Regions from separate parts of the Mus musculus genome. Here region 2 is linked to region 1. A link is a contact called in public Micro-C data. All regions are on one chromosome and are shown on one strand. The core of a region is the stretch at or near the end of the contact, and the rest is flanking DNA. Distances in the headings are between cores, read along the strand shown. Region 1 holds the start of Nkx6-1 (NK6 homeobox 1). Region 2 holds the start of Cds1 (CDP-diacylglycerol synthase 1).

Region 1 (7,131 bases), core at 3,160-5,659:
TCTTCTGAAATCCTCCGTGAGGCACCCCAGTTCTGGTTACGCCTGCTGTTGCTGTTTTGCTGGGCTTGGGGGGTGGGGGGAGTTGTCCCCAGGGAGGCTGAGGCAAATTCTGGAGAGGGGTCTGGGTTTTTTTTTTTTTTTGGTAGAAGAACCCACCGTGCATCTGCTGGCAGTTCCTCACAGGCGAGCACGGAATGGAAAGTCCCCAAGGGCCTTTGTTGCCCTGTGGAGCATGAGTTGACCCCAGTCTAGTTCTTTTCCTAATCGTCTTCTTCACCTTTGGCAGAACTTCGGTTCAGGTCCGGTTCTCACATCACAACACTTAGCCGCAGCAAAGAGATCCACGCGTGATTTTTTTCTCCCCCTGTCTGCTCCGGAGACCAGGCTAGGCCATCTTGGGGGACCTTCTTGGGTCTTCCTTGTATTTCTGTGTAGCAACTAGCTCGACTCACTTTGTTAACACTGACTTAAAACTAATCTTTCTTTTATTCAGCCCGAATAGGTCCCAATGCTCGGCGAAATGAAGTGGTTAAAATCTTCTAGAGGGTTCGACAAAGCAAGTTCAGAAGAGACTTTTTGTTGTTTAGTGTGTGGGGGCTTTATTGTTGTTTGGTTTGCTGTAAACACACATAATCCCCTCCCTCCTTTTTTGTAGCAATGGCCTTTCTACAGCACCCTTGAGCACCTCCACACTAATATATTCGGAGCAGAACCGTTGGCATCTTTGCGAGCCTAAATACAGTTAGCTAAGGTTTCATTCGCATTCATCCTGTGTCACCCTGGATTTAATGACAGTTCCTTTCTCTTAAAGCAGAAGTATCTATTGCGCGTGGAGCGCTGCGCGCTGCTTCAAAGGTCAAGGGAGAGTACGGAGCCTAGTGGATCCCTCAAGCTGCAGATTCCGGGAGCAGGCTGCAAGGGAACCTGAGCACCCGCTCACCGCTCCCCCATAGGCTCAAAATCCAAGAGGTGGATCCACCTTCCACACCTCTCCCTGTGACCCCCTCCTGCAACCTCCGATTTGCCCAACAGCTTTCATTTATTTTTAATTAAAATGCAAATCAATCGCTTTCAAGTAGAGCCTTGCCCTCTCCAATATATAGCTGTATACATATAGAAGCGTGGTGTTGAGATGAGCCGGTCGGTTTCTTCCTCTGCTCCTTGTTTGGAAGGGCCCCGGCTTTATTAGGAAGTGTGCGCAAGAGTTAGGAGGTCCCCAAGGAAAAACAATCAGGAGCCCCAAGAGGGTTTGAAAGCAGCAAACCCTGGGCCCACAAGGCAGGCAGGCCCTGCCACACCCACTGCAGCTCGCCTGGAACCCCGGGCCGAAGAGTGGAGGGCAGGGTGACCTCTTCCCGACTGAGCCCAGCAGCTCACACTCCTGGGATCCTGGGGGCAGATCCCGGACAGCACCTGGCTAGAGGCACCCGCCTTTCTTCAGAGGCGGGTGGGATGAGTCGGAAAACAAGCTGCCATTGCCGCTGCCGCTGAAGAATTTAGACACCCCTTAAGGATCGAGGTACACAGTCCCCATCATTTTTTATTGTTAGAATTGGGAATCATACTATTTAAATTATGAATTATGAATGACAGAGACTCAACGGATGAGATGTCTTCATTTCAAAACCAGCTTTGTAACTACGGAGCACAGTTAAGTTGGAGTTGACTCTCTCTCTCTCTCTCTCTCTCTCCTCCCCCTTCCCCACTTTCTCTGTCTTTCTCTGTGTCTCTGTCTTTCTCTTTGTCTATCTCTCTGTCTTTCTCTGTCTCTCTGTCCCTGTGTGTCCTTCTCTGTCTTTCGCTGTGTCTCTGTCTGTCTCTCTCCGGTCTATTTTCTTTTTTGACACCCCCTCCCCAATACCAGATACTAAATTCTCAATAGAAAAAAAAACCGATCAATTTACCAACCCATTCCCCATTACAGTAACTACAAAGATAGCTACTTTTGAGGAAAGAACTTCCAATACACTTAGGTTCGGTTTTCTCGGTTCCTACCTAGTCCCTTTCCCGGTGGACATGAGCAGATCGCAGGAGGCCCAAAATTCGAGCTCTGGCTGATCGTGTGCCACGGAGGAAATGCTGGGTCCGAGTGAGAGTAGTTTGTGAGGAAGCCAGAGGCATTGAAATTCCAGCGGCAGAAACAGAGCCGGGGCTTGCCCGCCACTGTCCGCTTCACGAAATTGGCTGGCTGCTCTTCTCGGGTTTAGGTAGCAGAGGGCTGGCGTGGAAGCGCAGACAGCACCCACTTTAGCTCTCCCCGGAGCCTAGAGACTGGCAGGCCGCTTAGCATATCTCCCACCCGTGCAGAGCCCCACCTTTTCCAGGGTCAGATCTAAACTCTACGGAATGATGGCAATAACCAAGTCTTGAAGTTAATAAAGATGGGAAAGCCAGAGGAAGACAAATATCATCTTCCCCACCCCCGACTCTGAGCGAATGAAAGGAGCAGGCGATGATTAACCCCTAGGCTTTACTCTCACACGTCAAACTCAACCTCAAGTTGACAACACTCAAGCTTTGGAGAAGTAAGGGGACCGACCAGTTTAAGGCCTCCTGCTTGACATTCAGAGTCAAACTCCCTGGCGCTGCTCAGTTTTAATTCCTGGGTCATTTATCGCCTATTTCTGTTTTCTGAACCTTAAATTTGGACTCAATAATATGATGCAAATCTCTGCTGTGACACTTCCCGCCCCCCCCCCCCCCACTGGTGTATCAACTGCCCGATTTCTCAAGATCGACCAAAGAGGTTTTTTCCTTGGTTTTGGTCAACCCTGAGCAGACCTTAAAGATCGGCCAGAGGGAGCAAAGCCCTTTTGACCATCGCTCCCAATGTCAGCCTAGAAGTCGGTCGTCTCTAGTTTACTCAACTACCCGAGTTGAGAGCTTGACCAGACTTTCCAACAGTTACCTGTCTTCCCCCGAGGTATTCCTCTATCTAAAGTTGTCCTGTGAATTTTAGTGATCCTGCCTCATAAATCCAACTAATAATAATAGAGGGAGGATTTTAAAAAAATAATTATCTCATTTCTGTTAGGTTTAGACACCACGCAGGAGATAAATATTCTCATTAAGCTGATTTCATCCCCAGAGTACTGAGCCCCCTCATAAGTGATAATGATCTAGGGAGTGGGAGAGCGAAGACAAGAACGGAGAAAGAACAGAAAAGAGCAGGAGACGGAAAGATGGTGAAGGGTGACCCTTAGGCCTGCGAGGGGTTTAAAAACATCTACGGGCTTAAGGAACAACAAATCAATTTACACGATTCTGGAAGAGCCCAGAGGGCCTTTAATTAATCCCTTCAAAAGAAGGAAGTCGGCCTGGGATATGCCTCCTGCCTGCTCCATTAGCTCCCTTTTCGCAAGGGTCCAGACACCGTTGGAGGTGGGCGCCGCGCGCGAGCTGGGGGAGGATGACGCGAGCTGGCGTGGGCGGAAGAGCCGCACTTAAACTGCTTTTCCATAGAAGGGCTGGATTTTCATTATTCCTCTCTTTAAAAAGTAATGCCCTCTTCGTCCCTGCTCCCTCCTTCTCCTTTCCATTTTATTTTGCACGATTAGTTGAGCCGGCCGCTGGCTCTAGACTGGAACCACTCTTTTCGCCAGGCCCCTCCCCTCTTGGCTCCGCCCAAGTGAAGCTGGGGCGGGGACTAGGAGGGCGCGTCCTTATGGCTCCCTAGTCTCAGCCAATCAAAAGGTGTGGCGCTCCCAGGTGGGCGTGTTCTAGGAGCGACGCCTTGCCCAAGCTGAGCGCTATTGGAGGCGGTGTTTACGCCCAGGACCCGGGCCCCGCTCCTCAGTCCCGCCCCGCCGAGCCGCCCCGGAATGACGTCCTCGAAAGTTCTCATTTTGGCCCCCCACCTCCCCTCCCTTGCGTCCCCCAGCTAAAGAGAGGCAGGGAGGGGTGCAAATATTTTATTACCTTTGAGAGCTTCATCCGAACTGTCAGGCCCAGAGGGAGAGAGGAGAGAAGGGAAGAGCCGCCGAGAGGGTCAGTTTGGCCAGAGGACAGGGCTTGGAAGAGCCAAGCCTGGAAAGCCAAGGAGAAATGCCAGAGAGGCAAGAGAAAGGCGGAGAGTGAGAGGAAGAGAGGGCGCCAGGGGGTGGGACGGGGGGGGGTCTCCCGGCCGGCTTGCAGAAGAGGACGGACGATCGGAACCGGCCCGTCAGACTTTTTCCATACTTAGGTTTATTTTCTTTTATCCTTTTCGATCCGGCTAGTCCGGCGCCGCGTGGCTCGGAGGGGAAGTAGGCTCGTGGGCGCACCAAGTCCCCAGCCGCCGGAGCGGTGTCACTGACTGCCCTTTCTGGCGCAGTAACGCCGGGCCCGAGGCAGTGGCGGGCGCGATACCCGCGCCGGCCGTTTGTGCTCTGTCCCCCGGGCGAGCGGTGAGTGCGACTCAGCAGCGCGGCCGCCGGGAGAGCGGAGCGTCCGAGCGAGATCAGAGGCGCGCACCGGGCGGAACGCCGCCCGCTTTGAAGCTCCCCCAGGCGAGCGAGCCGGCCCCCGCCCTCCTACATCAAAGCGAACGCTCCGCGCCTCCCAACCTTGTTGCAAACTCTCTGGGTCGGCTGCGGGGTACGTCTTGCTGATTTCCCGCGGGGGTGGAGAAGATGAGAAGCAGAGCGCTCTGAGCCGGGAACGAGGGACCAGCGCCTGGGATCGAATCCGGGACTCCCGAAGCCGAGGAAGCGCTGAGCCCGCCCGCGCCCCCGCAGCCCTCGCCCCTGCCGCCTCCCGCGGGGCGTTTGGACATTTTTGCTGCGCAGCTCCCGGAGCCCGCGGCCGATCCACACTTCGCTTGCGCGCGCCCCCGGCACCTCGGGTTCTCCCGAGCCCCGGCGGGGCCACCGACCTGCGTGGCTGCGGGTTCGGGTCTGGCTGTGGGATGTTAGCTGTGGGGGCGATGGAGGGCCCTCGGCAGAGCGCGTTCCTGCTCAGCAGCCCGCCCCTGGCCGCCCTGCACAGTATGGCCGAGATGAAGACCCCGCTCTACCCCGCCGCTTATCCCCCGCTGCCCACCGGGCCCCCCTCCTCCTCGTCCTCGTCCTCCTCGTCCTCGTCGCCCTCCCCACCTTTGGGCTCACATAACCCGGGCGGCTTGAAGCCCCCGGCCGCGGGGGGCCTCTCGTCCCTGGGCAGTCCCCCGCAGCAGCTTTCGGCGGCCACCCCACACGGCATCAACGACATCCTGAGCCGGCCCTCTATGCCGGTGGCCTCGGGGGCCGCCCTGCCCTCCGCCTCGCCCTCCGGGTCTTCCTCCTCCTCCTCCTCGTCCGCCTCCGCCACCTCGGCCTCTGCGGCGGCCGCCGCCGCCGCTGCTGCTGCCGCCGCTGCCGCCTCGTCGCCCGCTGGGCTGCTGGCCGGCCTGCCCCGCTTCAGCAGCCTGAGCCCTCCGCCACCGCCGCCCGGGCTCTACTTTAGCCCCAGCGCCGCGGCTGTGGCCGCCGTGGGCCGGTACCCCAAGCCCCTGGCCGAGCTGCCCGGTCGGACGCCCATCTTCTGGCCCGGAGTGATGCAGAGTCCGCCGTGGAGGGACGCGCGCCTTGCCTGTACCCCCCGTGAGTACTATGGGAGGGGAGGGTGGGTCCCTGCCTTCTAAGTCTGCTCTCGGGTCGTGAAGCACACAGTGCCCCTGCGGGCGGTCAGTCTCCTGGCCGCCACACTAGTTTGGAAGTTCCGGGACAGCACGCCGTTGGCTGGGCCCCTGCAGGCGAGCGAGGGACTCGCGCTTTCCTGGGCTCGCCGAGGCTCATGCAGGCCTGGGCTCCACCAACGAGAATGCGTCTGGACAGAACACAGCGCAGCAAGCGAGCTTCTGTCTGGGCTGTTCTTGAACCTGGCCAGCTCTGGGTCAGATGGATGGAAAGCGGGAAAAGGCCTCCGCACCCCTTCCTTTCTGGCTCCTTCCTGCCATGCTCGCCCGTTCCTTCAGTAGTCTGACCCTTGTTTTCGGCAAACCCGCGAGGGTAGGCAAGGCAGCTGGCTATCTACCTCCTCGAGAAAAGCAGACTTTTGCTTGCACACACCCTCCCTGGTTGTCTCCAGCTCACCTTTTCTCCCAGCTCCCTCGCCCACTCCCAGTGCACTTGTCCAGAATGACCTGTGCCAGCGGTTCCCAGAACTAGGCTGTTGTCATTGATGGACCCGGGTCTTCCCTACTCCTGAATCCCAGGGCCCTGGTCACTGAAGGGGCATTGACACTCAACAGACTAACTCAAGAGAGGACATGATGAGAAATATACATGTGCAGGACACAGACCAGTAAAATGTAGCCTCCAAACGCTCTGGGTCAATTCAGCTGTCCCAAGGTCTGGACAGACAATTCTGGCTAGTGGGTCACAGCTCCTAGATAGAAGGCTCCTTCCCCCCTCCCCCCAGGTGGCGCCCAGGGCCCGGCTCAACTCTGTTCTTTGCTGACGACCAAGTCCCTGAAGTCAGTCCAGGTTCTCTGGACCTCCTTGCCTGAGATTTAGCGGCAGTAACTTGACTAACGGGAAACTATGTCAGGCTCTATGTGGGAAGGCGATTCCTCAGAGCTATTGAAATGTCTGAGAGACACTATTGTATCCTTGATTGTAGGGATTGCCAGACCTGTGTCTCCTCTGGTCTCTTCTCCAGCCCGTAAGGGCCTCAAACTTTAAGAGTTATGTCCTAAAGTGCTCAAAATACAAGGAGCCCTTTATTGCTCAGCACAGGTTAGGGAAGTGGCCAAGGAAAACAAAACAAAATATAAAATTTAAAAAGTTAGTTTACCTTCACACCAAACCACTTATCTGCTCAGAGACTGACATGGGGAGGCGAGGGTGGCCTTTCTCATGCTCTCCTGCTTAGTGTAGGAGGGTGTCCCCTTTCTGCCCTGTACTCTTTAGCAGTGGCCTCCCTAGCCATTGGCACGATGGTTAAGCACAAAGTATTTATTGCTACACCAACCGTACCTTGGTTGGAGAAAAGTAGCTGGCAAAAGGTAGCGCAGGGGTGGCGCAGGACACAGATCAAGGATTGTTGCTCTTTTGCTATCAAAGCACAGTTTTGCTAATTCGCTCCCCTCTCCCGCCTCCCGTGGAGCACGGTAACGAGTTGTTTCTTCCTTCCTCTTGTTGTCGGTCCTCGCAGATCAAGGATCCATTTTGT
Region 2 (6,631 bases), core at 254-2,753, 100 kb before region 1:
CTGTGGTTCTAAAATCACGTATTTATTGCTAACCATATTGTTGCGGCAGCACAGATTTGTAACTCAAGCTCTATCAAGTTCATCTGTGTAAGTTTTGGGAGGAACTTCCCCCTCAGTCACACTGCCAGAGAGCGTCAGAACAGCAAAAGGCAAAAGACAGAAAACAGAGAAGTTAGTTCCACTACCAAAAGGCAGAGAACTTGACCTTGGGCAACGCAAGTCCATTTGGGTTGTCTGTCTTTTGTGTCTGTTTGAGCCCCGGGCCAACCTTGAGCTGACTACAAAGCTGAGAATGATCTTGGCAGTCCTTGCCTCCACACCTACCCCCAAGTGCTGGGATGACGGCAGATACCACCACACTACATTCCACAAAACAGAAATCCAAGAATGATTCAAAAGTTTTGAGTCTCTCAAGCGAAGAGGAATTCTGTAAGCAAACTCGTATAGCAAATCTATTCTCTGGCCCAATTTCATAATCTACCAAGCTCATGCAGCCATAAAACTTTTATTATTTTTCCTCCTAAGTTCTTACTGGCACTGGTTTATCAGAAAACACACCTAAACGTTTGACTCTTCCTAGCTTCAATTATAATAGTGACCGTACATATCCGCATATTTTAAAATATGAAGCAAAGTTCATCTATTTTAAAGCGGGGGAGGAGTGGCGTGCTAAAAGTCTGGAATTAGCCTGTTCGGTTAAATGAAATCCACCGATGGGACAACTGCCTGGTTTGAGGCGCACTTACATGTTCCCCATATATGACAGCCTCAACCCTCCGAAATCTATCAGCCAGAAAAAAAGAACAGAGAAACGAAAGCGCAGCTTGGAGGAGCTCCAGAAGCCGGTCTGCGCCAGGCTCCAATGACAGGCTAGGACCCAAGGTGCCCGTCTTAAGTTTACTCCCAACTTTGTCGCCCTACCAAGGAAAGGCGAGAGAGGTGACAGCCACTAGACAGCCAGAGCGCCTGCGGGGACGGGTTCCATCCTGACCCCAGAACCAGGAGATCCGGGAAAGAAGCTAGAGTGCAGTCCGGTTCCGGAACGGCGGCCCGGCCGCGCACGCCCCGGGACAGAGGACGAGCAGGACCCCCCACGACACGCCCGCTCCAGGGGCGCGGCCCGGCCCCGCCGCACTCACTCACTTTGTCGCTGGTGCTCTCGGTTTCGTGGTCACCGCCGGCCGCCTCTCCCTCGCGGGGTGGCGGCGCCCCCGCTCCCCCAGGGCCGGGGCAGCCCCCGCGGTGCCGCAGCTCCAGCATGTCCCGCTCCCGCGTCGCTGGGCTGGCGTCGTCTAGCGCCCCGCCACCGCGGAGCCGCGCCGGGTCACCCCCAGAACGGCATCAACGAGCGAGCGCTCGAGGCCGCCGGCAGGGTGTGCGGACCGGCGCGGGCGGGGACGCGGCGCCGTTGCCAGGTGCGCCGTTCCACGCACTGGCCCCAGGGGGCGGAGGAGCAGCACGGCCCTCCCTCGCGCCTCGCGACCGCGCCACCCGGCCCGCCCCACCTTCCCGCCGCCGAGCTCCCGCAGCGCGGTCACGCGCCGCAGGCCCCGCCCCGCTCGCCCCTCCGCGCTGCACTGCGGTGCCCGAGGCCCCGCCCCGGGCGATGACGTCAATGCTCGGGCCCTGCCCCGGCTCCCTGGGCAGGTGGGGGCACGGAAAGGTACGCGAACGGCCGAGGACGAGGGACGAGCCAGGGACGGAGGAACGCGGGGGCGAGCCTGGGCGCCGCCGGGAAGTCCTCCTTGGCGCAGGGATGTCAGGCGGAGTTCAACTGACTCCTCCAAGGGACTCGGCCCTGCTTGACACGCCGCAGCGTGGCGGAGCGTCGCAGGCGTCCCCAAGCAGAAACTTGCTGGGCAGGACAGACCCGTTGGCTCTGCGTTCCAGCCAGTGCTTAACCTCCCTGGTGCCTGGGGATGAGTTGGCCAACAGTTTCAATATCGTACCCAGGTTCTGTACTGGGGAAACTCGGGGTTTTGAGTCTCTCAGAGAGTTTCTACCATAGGATCCACAGACAGCCTTTGATGCCCTAGGGCGCCGCTGCGGGGTACCTCTCTGAAAGACAAGGACCTTGGGACGCTAAAGGTGGAACAGGATGGACACATGATCTGGTTTAACTCTAGTCTAATCCTGTTAGCAGGTGCTTAGGGGGTTTTTTCACACATATTTGCGAGCTGGTCCTTAAAGGCCAAAGACACACATCCGTAATTCACACAAACCAGACAGAGGAGCACCTTTATTGTAATAAATCAACAATTTATCAGGTCATTACTAAAAATAAGTAATATGTTGTCCTTAAAGCCTCATAACTAACCAGCAAAACCAAACGTCAGAGGAGGATGCAATGAAAAACAGTAGACTCAGGTAGAGAGACACTTGCAGCCAAAACTGATAACCGGAATTCAATCCCCAACATGATGGACATAGAGAACTGCCTCCAGAAAGCTGTCCTCTGATCTCCACGCTGACACCCACACATATAAATAGATAAATATCATTTAAAACTAATGGAAGATATGAGATGGACGTGGTGTGGGTTTTCCATAAGGAACGGAAGACTGCTAGTAATTAGGTCAATTGATCTACATTGTTTTGGAGGGCCAGAGAAAAAGTACTTCTGGATACAAAGATAAAATGACCGTGGGGGTGGGGGGTGGGGGAGTAAGGGGTGGGGACCACAGAGGCTGGAATGGGTTGGCTCTGGCTGTTGATCCTACCCAGCAGAAAGGACCAGAGTTCCTTTCAACTTTCTTCCAGGAAGTTGAGGAGCCAGTGTTCTAACCCCCGTGGTGCCAATTATCTCCATGGCCTCTAGTAAGCAGGTAAGCCTATGTCCCCATCAGTGAAAGGAATAACAAGGAGGTTAGCCTCTCTTTTAGCTGTTCTGGTGCTTGTGTCAGAGGTGTCAGTGTCAGACTCACAGGCACAGGGAGGTAGCTCAGCACTTCTCCCTCCCTCCCTCTCCCTCCCACAGACAACCTCTAGGTTTTCTTCCTTTTCTTTCTTCTCCCTTTGGGGTGGTAGAGGAGGAAAGCCTGCTGAGGCAAGAGGAAACCGGAGAAGTCAGTCAGAGTAACAGAAGAAGTAGTACTCCTCCACCCAGGGAGGAGGGAGAGAACAGAGCCATCACCGTGCTCCCACCCTTCCTGAAGTTTGCCACTCCCTGTAGTTCAGCTGAGATGGTGATTTATTTTTGTCTTCATTATAGTTATTGATGCTCACTGAATGATCAATGGAACCACAGGCTTGCCACAGAGCCAGCCCCTACCCTCAGAACAGTCAGCAGTGCTTGTTGAAGAAGTGAATGAAGAAACAAATGGGTGGAGATCTATAGCCTGATGGGAAATTATTTGGCCTTTATGCTTTGTGTTTTATGTTTTGACTTACATGGTGCGATGTAACTATTCTTGGTTGTTAACTTGACTACATCTGGAATTAACTAAAACCCTGTGAGGGATTTTTTTCTCGACTGGATCATTTGAGGTAGGAAGACCCACCTGAAATCTGGGTCACACACTCTGGTAGCAGCCTCCATAAAGAACATGGAAAAAGTGAGCTGTTTGCTTGCTTGCTTGCCCTTGCCCTCCATGGCAAGTTCCCTTTCTTCACTGTATCAGAACCCACTTCTTTGGAATTCCTGGGTATACTGGAGACCAGCTGAGACTTCCAGCCTCATGATCTGGATGACTTTTGTATGGGTGGACTTCCCATCAGGAGACAGTCATTGTTGGAATATTCAGAATGCAACCTGTAAGCCAACTCGAATAAATTTCATTTAAGTAGATATGTAGACTGATGATAGATAGGTATGATAGGTAGGTAGGTAGGTAGGTAGGTAGGTAGATAGATAGATAGATAGATAGGTAAATAGATAGATAGGTAAATAGATAATAGGTAGATTCATTCAATCAGTGCTGTGTCTCTAAAGAACTCTGGCTAATTCATATAGGTATCTGCTTTTCTTCAGTTTTCACTTTACCTGTAAAAAGAGATTAACATGTGTTGAAAGAAGTTCTAGTAATGATTTTATATTTACCTAGAAAGTATCACACCACCACACCCTGTGTTTGCAGACTTTTCTCAGTGTCTCCCCACCACCACCTTTTTCTTTCCATCTTTCATTTTTCTTCACGTATTGCATCTGTGGTCGATGACACAAATCTGACATTTAATGACTCCCAAGCCTCCTCTGTCAGTTTTACTACAGTTTGCTCTGCCAGAGGGCTCCAGGAATCCCGGAGTACATGGGAGACACTGGGCCAAGACACACTTCTTGGCTAGTTTGAAGAGTTTCCACTACAGTGGGCTTGGAATTTCTTAGCTTTTAGCAAGGGGTTTGCTGAGGAGTGTGGAAACAAGGAGTGATGTTGTTGTTTATATGGTATCTATCTTAGTTTTTTTATTTATATGGTATCTATCTTAGTTTGTTATTTATATGGTATCTGTCTTAGTTTGTTATTTATCTGGTATCTGTCTCAGTTTGTTAGTTATGTGGTATCTATCTTAGTTTGGGTTTAACTTACCCAATCACTCACAATGACAGGAGCAGGTGAGGCAGTCACCTGCTACCCTACCCCTAGAACTGCCTCCCAAGGTACCCAGACTGGGGCAAGTCCCTCTCTTAGGTGAGAATCTGAGCTTGCTTTCCACAACGAAGGTTCTGAGGTACTTGGCAGTACCATTCCCAGCTTGCCAAGGGAAGAAAACCTCTGCCTTGCCAAGTGCTTCTGGTTGCCTGGATACTCTTCCTATAGCTTCTGTGACTCAACCCCAGCTTCAGCGACATCCCTTTCAGCTCTCTCTATAAGTTGGAAGTAAGCATTTCCGATTTAAGAGAGAAGGAGGTAAACACGGGCAGGCAGAGGGAGGGAGGTTAAATAACCATGTAGGTGGCAAAAGAAAAAAAAAAGCCACAGGAAATCATATGATCAACTGCTCACCAAAAAAAGAAAAGAAACATAATGTGTGTAATCCAGGATATAAATATGTATATATAGTTTTAATGAACTTTACTCATCTAAACTTGCAGTGATCCCTTCAAAAGCCTTTGCAAAAGAACAGCCCCCATAGGCTTGTAGATTTGAAAGCTTGATCACCAGGGAGCGGCACTACTTGAAAGCCTCAGGCAGTGTGGTCTTCTCGTTGGCAGAAGTACATCACTGGGCTTTGAGGTTTCAAGGGCCCAAGCCAGGCCTAGTGGCTCTCTCCTCTTCCTGCTGCCTGCTGATCCACCTGTAGTACTCTTAGCTACTGTCTCCAGCACCATGTCTGCCTGCATGCCACCATGCTTCCCACCATGATGATAATGGAGCAAACCTCTGAAACGGCAAGCAAACCCCAATCCAATTCTCTCTCTCTCTCTCTCATAAGAGATGTCATGGCCATGGTATCTCTTTGCAGCGGTGGAACACTAAGACAGACCACTGAAGAAAACCCCAAGATCTGACAGGAGGAGCCCTCTTTTGAGTTGTTGGCCAGGGCTGTCTAAGAGGCCCCAAATTATATAGTCCATCACTTTTGCCCCAGGTTACCCCCTAGAGGTGAAAAGGAAGTCCCTATTGCCGAAGACACCATGTACTTCAGAAAGAGGGCCCAGAGTCCCTGTCGCTAGAACTAACCTGAGTGGTTCCTCCCTGAGAACTAGGCATCAAAAGGCACCATTTAAGCCTTTACCTAAGACGAAAGACGAACAACAGTCCTACTCTGCTATGATACCTATGAACTATGTCAATAACCACCCCACCAGAGTGCAGTATGGCACTCATAACTTGGCAGTAACCAACTGGCCTCTACTTGGATTTAAGGTCTGCACAACAAGAGAGATTCCATGCCTGGTACTGAAAACCTACCTGATTGATCAGTGCTAGTGAAATCATGGTTATTGGAGGAGAATCTACAACCACTGATTGATTAGACCAGCATAATCCTCAACAGTAACCTACAAACACCTTTATACCCACATACAAGTGTGGCCTTCGCCCTTCATCAAGGATATGTCTCTTTGCAACCGAACACGACCACTACAGGATAACACAACCAGTCAGGAATGGAGAATCTTAGAGCCCTGTCACAATGGATACATCCACACTTGACGCTCAGGGACATGGTGGAAGAGAAACAGGAAAATTGTAAGAGTCAAAGCTCAGAAAGTTTCCTGGAAGATGGTGTCTCCTAGTAACACCAAAAGCTACATCCATAAAGTTTCACCAACATGACTGTCCAAATGTGAGCTGAGCAAGGAAGATAGCAACGAACATGCCATATGGCGCAGGGAAAAGCCCACAAGGCCTCAGCCCTACAGAGAGAACTACAGGCAACCGAATAAGCTGGGAGCAGGAGAGGTGGTCCTCCCTCCCCAGGGAAGAGTCCTCCCCAGGGAAGAGTCCTCCCCAGGGAAGAGCCCACCAATTGGCTGTCTAGTGCCAAACAGTCAGCCCTGAAAATTAACATTATATGGATCAGACAGGTTATATTTAGGAATATTTATGCATCTACAAGTACATATATGCATGCAATAATAACTAGTAAAAACAAGAAGGCCATGAATTTGAAAGAAAGCAGGGGTAGGGCTTTATATGGGAAGGTCTGGAAGGAGGAAGGGAAGGAAGAAATAAAATACAACCTCAAA

Evidence for each region. Hi-C and Micro-C count contacts between places; a contact is called where the count stands out from the background.
Region 2: a Micro-C map of embryonic stem cells shows a contact between it and region 1, with 2.5 times the contacts expected there. The contact joins the promoter of Cds1 here to the promoter of Nkx6-1 in region 1. A contact is called at or near these places in 1 of 39 promoter capture datasets (embryonic stem cells), 8 of 484 Hi-C or Micro-C datasets (B cells, LSK cells, embryonic stem cells and 2 more), 2 of 115 datasets of contacts at active chromatin or transcription factors (embryonic stem cells and microglia) and 1 of 9 other capture datasets (pancreatic islet).

Annotation. Positions count from the first base shown.
Region 1 is chr5:101,661,989-101,669,119 of GRCm38.p6, reverse strand. It overlaps Nkx6-1 (NK6 homeobox 1), which reads left to right and starts at 4,409. Exons shown (of 3, transcript NM_144955.2): 1 at 4,409-5,558; 2 at 7,114-7,131. The coding sequence starts at 4,886.
Region 2 is chr5:101,760,002-101,766,632 of GRCm38.p6, reverse strand. Cds1 (CDP-diacylglycerol synthase 1) reads right to left here and starts at 1,503. Exons shown (of 13, transcript NM_173370.3): 1 at 1,144-1,503. The coding sequence starts at 1,260. Gm42134 reads left to right here and starts at 1,370. Exons shown (of 6, transcript XR_880489.2): 1 at 1,370-1,663; 2 at 2,761-2,825. It overlaps 9430085M18Rik (a long non-coding RNA gene), which reads right to left. Exons shown (of 3, transcript XR_001785073.2): 3 at 3,402-3,982.